Linked DNA regions of Zea mays: all the other regions are linked to region 1. A link is a contact called in public Hi-C data. All regions are on one chromosome and are shown on one strand. The core of a region is the stretch at or near the end of the contact, and the rest is flanking DNA. Distances in the headings are between cores, read along the strand shown. Region 1 holds the start of LOC100272990. Region 2 holds the start of LOC100282007. Region 3 has its middle 30 kb from the start of LOC103649916.

Region 1 (4,141 bases), core at 1,130-3,629:
TTTCATGAAAAGCAAACTACCATTTCTAGCGAAACGGGTAAGCCTTGATAAATTACAGACTCACCGTGGTTCATCCTGCAGATCAGACCATGGGACTCACTGCACCTTTTTTCAGTAATAGTTGAAGGCTGACCATTGGTGACCAAAGTACAGAAATCGTTGCTGGTGGCTACTTTACATGCAGGATCACTGCAGTTGGCAGGCAATGGCTCACCAAGGAAGACAGTTTCATTCCAAACAGAGGAATCATCAGACCATTTCCAACCGTTACCGGTACTAGTGCTGTAGTGATGCCCTCCAACCCAGCATCCTGTGGATGATGATCCACAGAGAGACTTCACGAAGTTTAGCTCCTGGACTGATGATACTGCAGCAAGATGCCCGCTGTAGTTATGGCAGACAGCCTCGGATCTATCCCAAGAAAGGGAGGCTGATATGTACATGAAGCATCTGTTCTGAACAGGGCCGCCTTGCCAACCATCAGGGCAAGATGCTGCACAAAGTCGAAGTTGTTGATGTCAAAGCTAAAAAAAATTACTGATAGGGGCCATATGATGATGCACACAGGCCGCATAACGAATTGGGAAGCCGAAAGTTGTGTTTCAACAACCAACATAAACAATATATTAGGTGTGGACGGAAAATCGCAGAGTCATGGCCAGATCAAAGTGTAAAGAAGAGCTAAAGAGGAAAGTGAAGTAACAAATGGTCGTTGTCTACATTTCCTCGTGTCTCTTTGTGGTGAAGGCAAAATCCCCATCCAAAACTAGAAGACAGTTTGCACCTCCATATTGTTCGAGAATCAGCAGGCATGCAGCACAAGAGGTTAGAACAAGGAGTCATATCAATTTGGTAATTCGTCTCTTGGGTGGCTTAGGGACAGCGTGGCACATACATGACGCCATGGCGGCAAACAAAATAATACGTTCGCGGCTCGTTTTAGAATTGGTGGCTAAAATAAGAAGCGGTGGATCTAGTTGCCTTCCAAGGAGGAGGGAGAAGGGAGAAAGGAGGGGGCGGAGCGACAGGGAGAGAGGGTGACTCACGGCTTCGAGCCAGCGCAGGAGCGGCGACGGAGAGCAGTGAGGCAGCCAGCAACATGGGGAAGGCGAGCGCGGGGGCCGCCATGGCCCTCCCACGCCGTTGCCGTCGCAGCGGAGGCCGCTCGCTAACCCCGTTCCCTCCACTGGAAAGGGTCGAAAGCTGTGGTCAGTCGCCGCAGCCTCGGCCGACGCAGGGAGAAGTTGGGGAAGGAAAAAAAAAAGAAGGAAATTCTGACGATGACTGAAGACAGTGAAGATTGCGCGCGTCATAAATGAGGGCGCACCAAACCAAAGGCAGAAGCGCTCCCACTCCCGCCTTGACTACCGGGCAGCGCATTCAAGCCTGCTGTCCCCGCTGTCTGCCGCTGGGCCCAGAGAGCAGCAGGAAACCGGAGGAGCCCACACCCGCCAAGCGGGCTGGGTCGACCTTTGTTCTCTGGCAGACCCAGCCCAGCCCATGTTCCTCTCTTTCTTTTTTCGTGCGAGAGAAAAACAGAGTACACGTTAACGGTGGTCGTAGCGTGGTCGCCGGATCATCCACGTGGCACACATCTAACCGTTCGAGCCTCGATGCCATCTTACCAGGCCTTCCCCCCACGACTCGTGGTGCTGGAGCTCGTCGCCGCCGCCTTTGCCCGAAAATAGCAACCTTCAACCTAGTGCTGGGAATCTGGGCCGGGCTTTTCGGGCCAGCACGAGCACGACCCGAAAATAAGAGCCCAAAGCACGGCCCGACACGAAATAATATGGACCGGGCTAGTACGGCCCGAAGGCGGGCCTGGGCCGGGCCTCAAATTCTGACCCGTCGGGCCCCCAGCACGGCACGCATAGATGGGCCGGGCTTGGGCCAGCACGGCCCAATTAAGCCCAATCTGTTTAATCTCTTTAATTTAGTAAGATATTGACTTTATATTGTTGTTATATTTAGAGTTTATGTGGTTAAATGATGCTATAATTGTTTAATATCTTTAATTTAGTAAGATATGAACTTTATATGGTTATAATATTTTGATTTTATGTGGTCAAATATACGGGCCGGGCTTGGGCCGGCACGGCCCAACGAAGGCACGGCGTGGTTTAGGGCCGGGCTGGGCCACTGTTTTTACACTTCGGGCTGGCACGGCACGGCCCAAAAATTGTTTGGGCTTTCTTGGCCCGAACCCGTTTGGCACTAAGCACGATGGGCTTGGGCCGGGCCGGCCCGGCACGGCCCAATTCCCAGCACTACTTCAACCTTGTCCACCTCAAAAAATAAAAAAAAGAAAAAAAAGAAAAAAAGAGAGAGGAAAAGGGGACAAACCACCAACAACAACCAGAATATCGCATCGCCGTCGCGTCGTCGTCGATCTCCCCGCCCCGCCCGCGCCGCGGAATCTGACACATCTCTCTAATCTCTCCTAGGACCGGGTGCCCTTACATCCACCCGCAACGCAAATCGCCGTCCGAGCCATCGCGGTGTCTCGTCTCCCCGTGCGAGAGGACGCCGGCAGCAGCGGCGTGCCAGTGCGGTGGCTTGGTGGGGGAAGACCGGAGGCGTCGGCAGAGCTCGCGTCCAGAGGTGCACGGCAGGCCTGTTCTCGGCGTCGGCTGGGGGAAGGCGAGTAGCCGCGGTGGGTGATTCTCGCCCTCTCCCACCTGGTTTGGAATCGAATTGAAGTTAGTTTGTCCGAAACTTGGTCCATACGACTCAAATTTTGAAAACTTACCTTAGAAAAACTTGCGTTCCAATGCTCAAACTCCTCTCTATTGCACTGAACTTTGCCCCTCTCACATCACTTTTGTGCCGCTAACCAACCCAATTGCAACCGAACGCCTCAATGCTTGCTCGCCTCGTATTCCTCAATTCCATCGAATTGAATTGCTCATGCTATCATTTGGATCTCTGAGACTTCGCTTGCCCAACAACATTTTTTTTGTAGTTTGCTCTTCCTGGCCGACTAGATCGATAATCTCACTCTCACTATGTGGTGATGTGGTTAATTCGAGATCCAACCCTAGGGATTTGATTCCCACAATCCGCTTCTGCACCAATACCTGGACTCTACTTATGCACACATACATATAGGATTTCTGTTGCGCTATCATATGATAAATTTGGTCTGCAACTTCATGTCTCTTATCTCATTTTGTGCAGGGAAGGACGAGTGAATAATCATGAGCTCGATCTGCCCTTTCGCGGGAGCCACCACTGGTGGTGGTGTATGCCCTGTGAAATCTGATAAGAGCAACACTGGGGTGTGCCCTGCAAAATCTGACAAGAGCATCAGTGGTGTATGCCCTGTCACTGGCAAGGATCATGGTAGCAAGCTCAAGGAAAGTGGTGATCATGGTGAAGAAAAGGGCACCGATCCTCGTGTCGTACCAGCAAAATGCCCATTCGGCTATGACTCCAACACTTTCAAGCTGGGTCCGCTTAGCTGCATTGTCTGCCAGGCACTACTCCATGAAAGTAGCAAATGCAAGCCGTGTGCCCATAAATTTTGCAAGTGTGTTTCGTGCCTCACATCCAGCTCAATTGCATTTTGTGTTTCATTCGTTGCTTCAATAGGTTCTTACTGGATTTCCTTGGCAGGGCATGTATATCACGCTTTAAAGACTGCCCACTATGTGGTGCTGATATAGAGGGTATTGAGCCTGATGCGGAACTTCAAGCTCTTGTTGACCGCTTCATTGATGGTCATGCCAGAATCAAGCGATCACATGCTGCAGGGGATGTGGAAGCAGCAGATGGCAAGAACAAAGTCATATATGAGGATGTTTCCATGGAGAGAGGGGCTTTTCTGGTGCAGCAAGCTATGAGGGTCAGTAATTAAGTTAACTGCTTTAGCCTCTTATGTTGAAATAGATTCTTGAACCTGATAAATTTTAATAACTAATCATTGTCTATTATTCATGGATTTATTTACAATATTGGTGTTACAACTTACAACAAGGCCTTAACTGTTTGGCTCTAGGCTTTTCGTGCCCGAAACATTGAAAGTGCAAAGTCAAGGCTCACTATGTGTGCAGACGACATCAGGGAGGAGTTAAAATCTTCAGAAGATAACTTAGACCTATGTTCACAGCTTGGAGCTGTGTTAGGAATGCTTGGGGACTGC
Region 2 (4,141 bases), core at 617-3,116, 580 kb after region 1:
GCCACCATTCAAAGGGAATAGCATCTCTAGGCAGCATCCAGCAGGCACCCAGCTGGCCAGGCGATCACCGCTCTAATCCCCCATCTGTTGGTATGCTAGCTGCAACAGTGAGCCAATGAGGCAAAGAATGTTCTATGGTCTAGTACTACAGTATAAGTTCATCCCATTTTGATTGCTATTTCCTATTTTTCATACCCATAATAATTGATTCTAAATTGCTACACCGAGTGGCATTTGTTTACATTCATTAAAGATAAAAAGATTAAAGCGCTTTCTGGCTACAAGAAACAATATGTTATGATAAATTTGTCATGTACACAATGAGTGGTATGTATTGTAGTACTTCATTTCAATTTACAATGTAATCTTGTTTATATGAAGTATACAACAATTTGAAAATTTTAATATACAATTTTAGATGGTAGGGGAAAGCTATGTGATATTGTGCATACATGTATGACTTTTGGTTATCGGATCTCTTATTTCGTATTCTTCTACGAACAAAGTTATTATATATACTTATACTCCATTCTCTTTTATAAGGCGCACATGCATATCAAGATTCAAACCTCACAATCTTTGACTAACAATTTTGAACTATTATAGCACAAAGTTGATATGGTTAATTTGTAATTATCATAAGCCTATAAGCATAATAATATAAAATAAAATAAATAGATTGTCAAAGGGTAATCTATAAGGCCGTGTCAGCCTGTCAGGTAAGCTATGCCTTATAAAAGAGAATGGAGGGATTATATGCCATCATGAGCATTTTTAATTGATACTATTATTTCTAATATTCCATTCATCATTACATTTAACTTATCCCCCACCCGCGATCCATTTCTGGATCTGCCACTGGGTATTATGACTAGTCTGGTAATTAATCTGCCATACCAATTACCAATATAACTGAAAAGTGACGAAATATAATATAAATGGTAAGAACACTAACCATGGTATATGGCTGAACATCACGATACAACAGAAGTAACATTTTGCAATAAAGGATCTTATACAAAATTCTACATATTGGATGACCGGGATAGTATTAAGCAAGACGTGTTATATAAGCTTATCACTTTATTCATTTCCCCCCGCCCTTTATGAAATCGGATGTTGTTAATGTGAATTTGTGAAACGATGAAAAACAGGTGCAGAAAGTTGATCTGTGCGACAAGGTAGCAGTAAGTATACCGGCATAGTTGAGGGTGTAGGAGAGGCCGTTGCAACCTCGCGCTTTGACACCCAGCCGCAGGTATGGCCGTTGCCTTAGGCTGAGGAGCTGCCGGATCCTGGACACCGCGGCGTTCGTCAGCGTGAGGGCCTGCCTGCGAATGGCCCTGTCGGCCGCAGCCCTCAGCACGGAGGACGACATGGCTACCTGGCGGTGGCTTCGGCAGCAACCTCTTCTCCACGAAGAAGCCGCGCCGCAGGGTCCTGAAGGAATCGCGTAAGAATAAGATTTTCTCGATGGATTGTTTGCAAAAGAAAAAGAAAAGAAAGGAGTGTTGATTGGTAACTCCTATTCACCATTCGATTGAAATCCCCAAGTGGAAGTGATGGTGAGAAACCGATGAGTCGCTACTCAAAAAGGGAACCGATGAGTCTCCTCACCTGCAGATTCCGAGATTCGGATCGATGGATGGGATACGGGGACGCCCGCCCGCAGGATTGGATCTCCTTCTCCTTGGGAGGCTGCTAATTGGACTGGGTAGAACGGGTTAGCATATTATTGGAGCGTTCCTCGCCATCGCCGCCGTGCCGTGCTGCTCCTCTTTTCCGAGACGCTGGGAGCCCGGATTGGAGGCGTCTGGAAGACGAGAGGTGGAGAGGGATGGCGTGACGACGAGGTTTGCTTCTTTTGTTTTTGATTTTTGATTGACGATGGTTTCCTCGACTCCAGAGTCCAGACTCCACCGCTTGCACAATGATGACCCGCCCGGAAACGGCCGTGCTTTTCTTTCGGCCCACTATTGGCCTAGAATCAGGCCCAGCTCGATCACGAGAAATTTGTGATTTTGCCACTCCCAATTTTGATGTATGTTATTATGTCATCCTGTGTCTATTACTGGTGGGATTATGTGTCTATGATTTGTGGGTCTGATGGCATACTGACGAAGCCCACAAATCATAATGGCAAAATTGCCAATGTCTCCTCGATCACTGAAATTTGGTGTGTTGTCTTTTTTTTATTCCGTTGAGACATATTTTTAATATTACTAGTCGGTTGCCTGTGCGTTGCGACGGCTCACAATAATACCCACATAAACTATCACAAAAAGATCTCAAGGTTTTTTATTGATTGTCTTCGCTTTTCGCATAATATTTTTTATGGACGCACGGTTACCATATGCAGCAAATCAGAGACCTCATCCCTCGCCTTCCCCACTTCCAATGTTTCGTAGAGCAGGAGGGGAAGGAAAGAGGCGGACATACCTGTTCGTTCCCGGAGAAGAACACGACGAAGAACTGGGTATCTGGAGGCGACATAGGTGGTACCGCTAGACATATATAAGGATAGAGCACGCAAGCGGGGAAAAAGTCCAGTCGGACCAGCTCCAAACCGAGAGGCACCCGCACTAGACGTCAGTCCGAGAAGGACGAGAGAATGCGAGTGTCTTGCCAACCCTGGACACGCCGAAGCGACACAACACCACCAACAACTCCATAGCATATGCCGACTGCTGCCACGATACGGACCTTGGTTGTCTAATATCTTATACCTGGACTCCTCATCGCCAAGATAACCTAAGTGTGGCAGGCGCCACCATGTCCTCCTTGTAAGTGCAATCAACCCTAATTGAGGGTTTTGGTGATTAATGACAAAACAAACTAAGATTCTAACAAGTTTGCTCCTAGTATGTACACAGTATTTCTACAGACAGGAGAAGCACAGATCTTACGAGCATAAAAGTATAAAGCACAGCGGATTTAAAATTCCACATCAAATGGCGTGCTCCAAGTGCTAAGAAACAACGGCGGTGCTAAATTTATAATTCTTGAGTCATATGAATCGTCGTACAATTAAGAGGGATCCGCGACGGTTAAGTAAGTTGTGAAACGAGCCAAGTTCAAAATCTTTTGAAAACTCCTTGGAGATCATTTTCCCAGATCATGAATGCCCTTGAGAAAAACAAATTTTACTTCCCACAAAGTCTCCCCATTTGTTCTCTTCAAAATACCCAAAGTTTGGTTTCAGCCCCCAAAACCGGTTCAACTGGTCCTGAAACCGGTTCAACCGGTTTCAGTACTGTTCACCTGCCACATCTGCTCTGACCTGTCTGACAGTCAGAGCTGTCAGAAAAAGTCGCAGCAGATATTTTTCAGAAACCGGTTGAGCCGAAATTTTTCCCTACTCAGCCGGTTTTGAAACCGGTCGAGTCTCCGACTGAGTAGCTCAGTGGACCGGGATCCCCCTGGTAGAAACCGGTTCGACCGGTCTGAAAACCGGTTCAACCAGTTTTTGCTCCTTTTCTCCCAACGGCTGCCAGCTTTTGGGGGATCCTTTATATACCCCCTCACACTCTCTCTCTCATTTACTCATGTCTCTCCCACGAATTCTTGGCTGACCAACCTTCAAACAAGCGCATTCATTTCACCTTTCACACCCGCAACCGCATCTCCTTCAATCATTTGAAGGACCCTTGGTGTGAGGTGAACTCGATCGAACTCGCTGTCAATTTCATCTCGATTCTCCCATTCTCTTGTTCTTGAGCTCGTTGCAAACTTAACCGTGTGCGGATTTGTTACTCTTGGAACCTCGAGTTCCTTGACGGTTAGAGGTTGCTTGGGAGTCTCCAAATTTGTGGACGACCCCCAAGAAGTTTGTATCACCCGCTCCTTGAGCTGATTTGAGAAGAGATTGCCTTGACCTTTGTGGTCAGCTTGTGGAGGATTAGGGTTGGAAAAGACCCGGCCCTTTGTGGGTTCCTCAACGAGGAGTAGGACACCTTTGTGGTGGTTGCCGAACCTCGGGTTATATCACGTGTTCTTGTGTGTTCTTGTCAAGCGCTTTATATTCAGTGGTTGGTTCATATTATTCATTTGAGTAGATTTTGTGTAGGGCAAATCTTTAGCTATATTCTTCACTACTTCGCATTTGTTCAATAGATTATCAAATTTAAGTTGAGCAGGTTCA
Region 3 (4,141 bases), core at 582-3,081, 540 kb after region 1:
CTCTATGACTAGATCATGCACAAATCACTTGATCTTACAAAGTAATGCACTAGAGAGGGATATTCTATTGCTAGGATGGGTATTTGCATTTATGAGAGCTTGCTTATTACTGTTGGAGGGTGGAGGGCTCTATTTATAGCCTCCATGGTCAATCTAGCTGTTGAGCATTTTCTGCCTTCCTAGGGTGCCTCGGACCGGTCTGGTGCACCACCGGACCTTCTACAGTCCTGCTATCATCGAGATCTTAACAGATACCTTCCATTTTAGGCTGACACCGTCACAATCTGGTGCACAACAGACCGTGCCTAGCCATTGTAGTTGAACGTTGAAATCGAAGTAGTTGTTGGACCCAAGTGGTCTGATGCACATGGACCCAGGTCCGTGCACTAACAGTCACAAAACCCGAGAGCAGGCTTTTCTGCAAACTCTCGGTCCGGTGCACACTGACCCTGGTCTATGCGCTAGCACGAGGTCATCGAGTTACATAGCCTCTACACAATAGGTCCAGTGTACACCGGACCATAGTCCGATGCACCAGGCCGCCAATGTTCCTTTTAGCCATCCCTGCAAAAGTGGTTTATTGCACACCAGACCAAGGTCCGGTGCACCACAGATAAGCACATGTTAAATTACCTTTGGCTTTTCTTTTGCAGATTGATCCAGTTGTTCTATTGTGCACTTTTATGACTTAGACGAATATTCTTTGAGTTGTACCAACCACTCTAAGTCATCCCATTGTCTTTACCAAATTCTCCAACTTCAGCTGCCTTCTCTACTTCAACTTTATGCTCCAATTTTCACTTGGAACCTCAAACTTCACATAAAAACAATGATGCCTTATCTCTGAGTTCCAAAGTGTTCCAATGGTCACCAAGAACTTTTCTAAACTCTAAAATGAACCATAATATGAGTCTTCCTTGGATTCTCATTTTGGCTCCTTTATTAAAGTATGCAAACATGAAAGTTGAGAGCACCTAGATGATACTCATTTTAGAAGGAGAGAGGAAACCTAAATATGGGTTTTTTCTCTCCAAAACCTATTCTATATGATATGAGTGAGAGAAGAGAGAAAAGCGGGGCCTAGTTTTGTGGGATGGAAAGAAAAATGATATTTTATTGATATGGGTGTTCAAATGGGTTTTATTGTTGTAGATAATGGTAGGCAAATTGAAAATACATTTTTGGATGGGTAGGCAAAGGACATCTCAAAAACTGAATGGTATTAAGAGTTACGTGCATGCATGCCTATGTTTGGATCCATCGACTTTTAGGCTATTGTCGATGGGAGTTTTGTGAGAGATTTCATTGCATTAAATAGTATGCAATATATGATTTTTGATGTTATGGCACTATATTTATTATAAAATAGGTGAAACTAGTTTCATCACTATGAAACTATACCAACCCGTTTCCAAGATATTGGAAACCGCGTCAAACCACCATTGAGAGTAATTTGTTTCATCTCCATCTATTTCATTGATCCCTGTTGGTTATTTAGATTCATCATTGAAGGCACATGCTAGTCTATGAAGTTGTGACATGAAACTATTGATCATTCTATATTTCATCTTACTTTTATTGACATGACAATATTAAAAATGATGTGATGAAACTACCACTGAGAAGGGTCTTATAACCCCCTGAATCTCAGCCTTGCATTGGATAACCAATGTAGGGCTTGGATCGGATGGGCTAAAATTGACGTTTGGCAGCCCATACAACTTCTTTTTTTTCTTTTTCTTCTGAATGAAGCCCCATGGATACTTATTGATTTATCTTACAAATGTATGGGCCGGTCTAGTAACTGGGTTGGCCCACGGCCGCCCCTTTTCAGTACAAGCAAACCCTTCGAGAGGGCTGGGGTGGTCAAAGCCTCGCCGTCGTCGTTAGCAGGTCACACAGTGACGCTGGCATTATATTCACGCAAGGTCAATGTATATAATAGTATAGTTTAACGCTTTTACTTGTGATGAGGCCGTCCATGGGATGGGATCAATACAAAATCACTGAACTAATCGATTGCTTGAGACTGTACTGTCTGCATATTCCGAGTACCGGAGTACATCCATGCATGGCTTTATATATTCAGGCGTGTTCTTCGTAAACGGCACACTGAGACGTAGCAGTAGAGCTTGTAAATGGCGTAGCTGCATCTTGAACTGAACTTGGTGGATCCTCCAAGTGTCCTCGGTGAGTGCTCAGAAACTCTTGGTGTGGGATATTGGGACCAGGACCACTGGCCGATCGAGGGGGTCTTTCTGCCATAACCGAATATCTGAATAATGGACACTGCAACTTCTGTTCTATCTAAAAATAACAACTTTATTATTAGCATGGAAATACCATTATAAATAGAAAGAGTTGTAGAGTATATCTGTAAAAGCATTTTCCATTGTTGTCAATCTATTAACACCGAGCTTAATTATGTTGATCCATACATTTTTTTATTTGATTTGATGTTGGTGATCAGTCGTCGGTGTTAAAAATACTTGACTTTGTGCAAATCCAGGATAGGAGGGCTAATGTATTTGGGAGAGTAGAGTTTGAAAGGTATACATACATACATACATACATACATACATACATACATACATACATACATACATACATACATACATACATACATACATACATACATACATACATACATACATATGGCTTCACTTCACGTACCCTACCTACCAACCAAGGCAGATCAGAAGAGTCAGAGGGCGATCGAGGCAAAGATCTTCAATTTCAGTTGCCAAGCAGCTTTAGTGTCTTGGTCGTCGGGTAATAATAGATTTGGGCAGCCTTTGCATCGATCGTTTGATGATGCAACCAGCATCGCCTGTAATGCTCAGTCAGACCTGACGGCGCCACAGGGAAGATGTGCGGTAGTGCAGGCAAACGAAATGTCAAAAGGCAGTCGATCTTTAAATTTTCAGTGTAAAATTTAGAGCCTATTTATGTCACTTGTACAACGAAGCCAAGGGAACCGAGCAGGGGTGTTTGGATATAAAGTTCGTCACTATCATTTTGGATTAGGGGTTCTCCTTTTCGTTTCTGCTGTCATGAAATATCGTTTTGACCCCCAAATAAATTGATTTTTGTATTTTTGAATTTAGAACTAAAACAGAGCAGAAACCGGAGCGGAAAATCCATCCCGGACGTGAGCGGGAACGAGAAGTTCAGCGGCTTCTCAACCTTCCTGCTCAAGAATGCATCCCTGCTTAGTTATTAAATATCACATCGAATGTTTGGTACTAATTAGAAATATTACTAATTATGGACTCAACGACAAGATGAAAGCCTAATCAATCTATAATTCATACATGTGAGGCTACGGAAAATAATTGCTAATCATTAATTATTAGACTTAATAAATTCATCTAATCATTTAATCTTCATGTAATTAGTTTTATTAATCTGACGTTTAAACATCTGATCATGGACTAACCAAACACACTGATCCGATATTCGGCTGGATATTCTTATATGCAGGCACATCTATCAAAATATTTTTGTGGGCTGGACCGAATATGCTCGCTTTTTTGGGCCATGGAATTCACGCCCACTAATGGCGCCCATAGGCCAGCCACTTCGAAGCGGGGAATTTATTTTTTTCCATCCTTACGATCGGCATTCCTTCACTTACCAATTTTTAGTTTTGCAATTACATATTGTTGAACATGCACTGGTGAACGGTTCACAATTATATTAATTTGGATGAGAATGCTTATCTTGTGCATGGTTGTCCTACCCTATCCATAGGAATGTTGGATCTCGCCTAGGAATGGGTCTACACCCCTATAAATTTAAAGGGGTATGGTCGATTGACAACTACCGAGCACATTTCAATCAAAACAATCTATTTACCTTAGTCATCATTTTTGCCTTGGGAGTAGGTGTAGCATAGGCTTAGTTGTAACTTCTCACCGTATATCATCGTCTTTATCCGACTCTACGTCGTTTAGAGGTATCTTGGGTGGTATGTCAACCCCAAAACGACCCAACGATCTTTCCCTAACGAGGTATCCCCGATGGGCGAGATCTAGAGAGCTCCCTATGTCATCGCGGACAGTTTGTCGCCCTCCCGCGGACGGTCTGGTGACCTATCGTGAATGATTCGGTGATCTACCGCGGACCGTCTGGTACCTCG

The links. A called contact is a pair of places that touch in the nucleus more often than the background predicts.
Region 2: a Hi-C map of leaf shows a contact between it and region 1, with 7 times the contacts expected there. The contact joins the promoter of LOC100282007 here to the promoter of LOC100272990 in region 1. A contact is called at or near these places in 2 of 25 Hi-C or Micro-C datasets (leaf and tassel).
Region 3: a contact with region 1 is called in a Hi-C map of leaf, with 5 times the contacts expected there. The contact joins the enhancer-like site here to the promoter of LOC100272990 in region 1. A contact is called at or near these places in 4 of 25 Hi-C or Micro-C datasets (bundle sheath, ear, leaf and 1 more).

The regions. Positions count from the first base shown.
Region 1 is chr3:32,126,701-32,130,841 of Zm-B73-REFERENCE-NAM-5.0, reverse strand. It overlaps LOC100272990, which reads left to right and starts at 2,379. Exons shown (of 8, transcript NM_001147441.1): 1 at 2,379-2,653; 2 at 3,178-3,529; 3 at 3,616-3,844; 4 at 3,998-4,141. The coding sequence starts at 3,198. LOC100384527 (C-type lectin receptor-like tyrosine-protein kinase) reads right to left here and starts at 1,254. Exons shown (of 4, transcript NM_001322116.1): 1 at 1,047-1,254; 2 at 65-493. The coding sequence starts at 1,128.
Region 2 is chr3:31,542,810-31,546,950 of Zm-B73-REFERENCE-NAM-5.0, reverse strand. It overlaps LOC100282007, which reads right to left and starts at 1,866. Exons shown (of 4, transcript NM_001368111.1): 1 at 1,618-1,866; 2 at 1,198-1,440. The coding sequence starts at 1,378.
Region 3 is chr3:31,583,146-31,587,286 of Zm-B73-REFERENCE-NAM-5.0, reverse strand. No RefSeq gene overlaps it. Among protein-coding and RNA genes, the nearest start is that of LOC103649916, 30 kb to the right of the region's middle. Within about 2 kb of position 1,831, at least 13 of the 20 cell types and tissues checked have an H3K27ac peak or open chromatin away from gene starts, as enhancers often do. A contact at or near this core is called in bundle sheath, ear, leaf and 1 more, where this site is marked.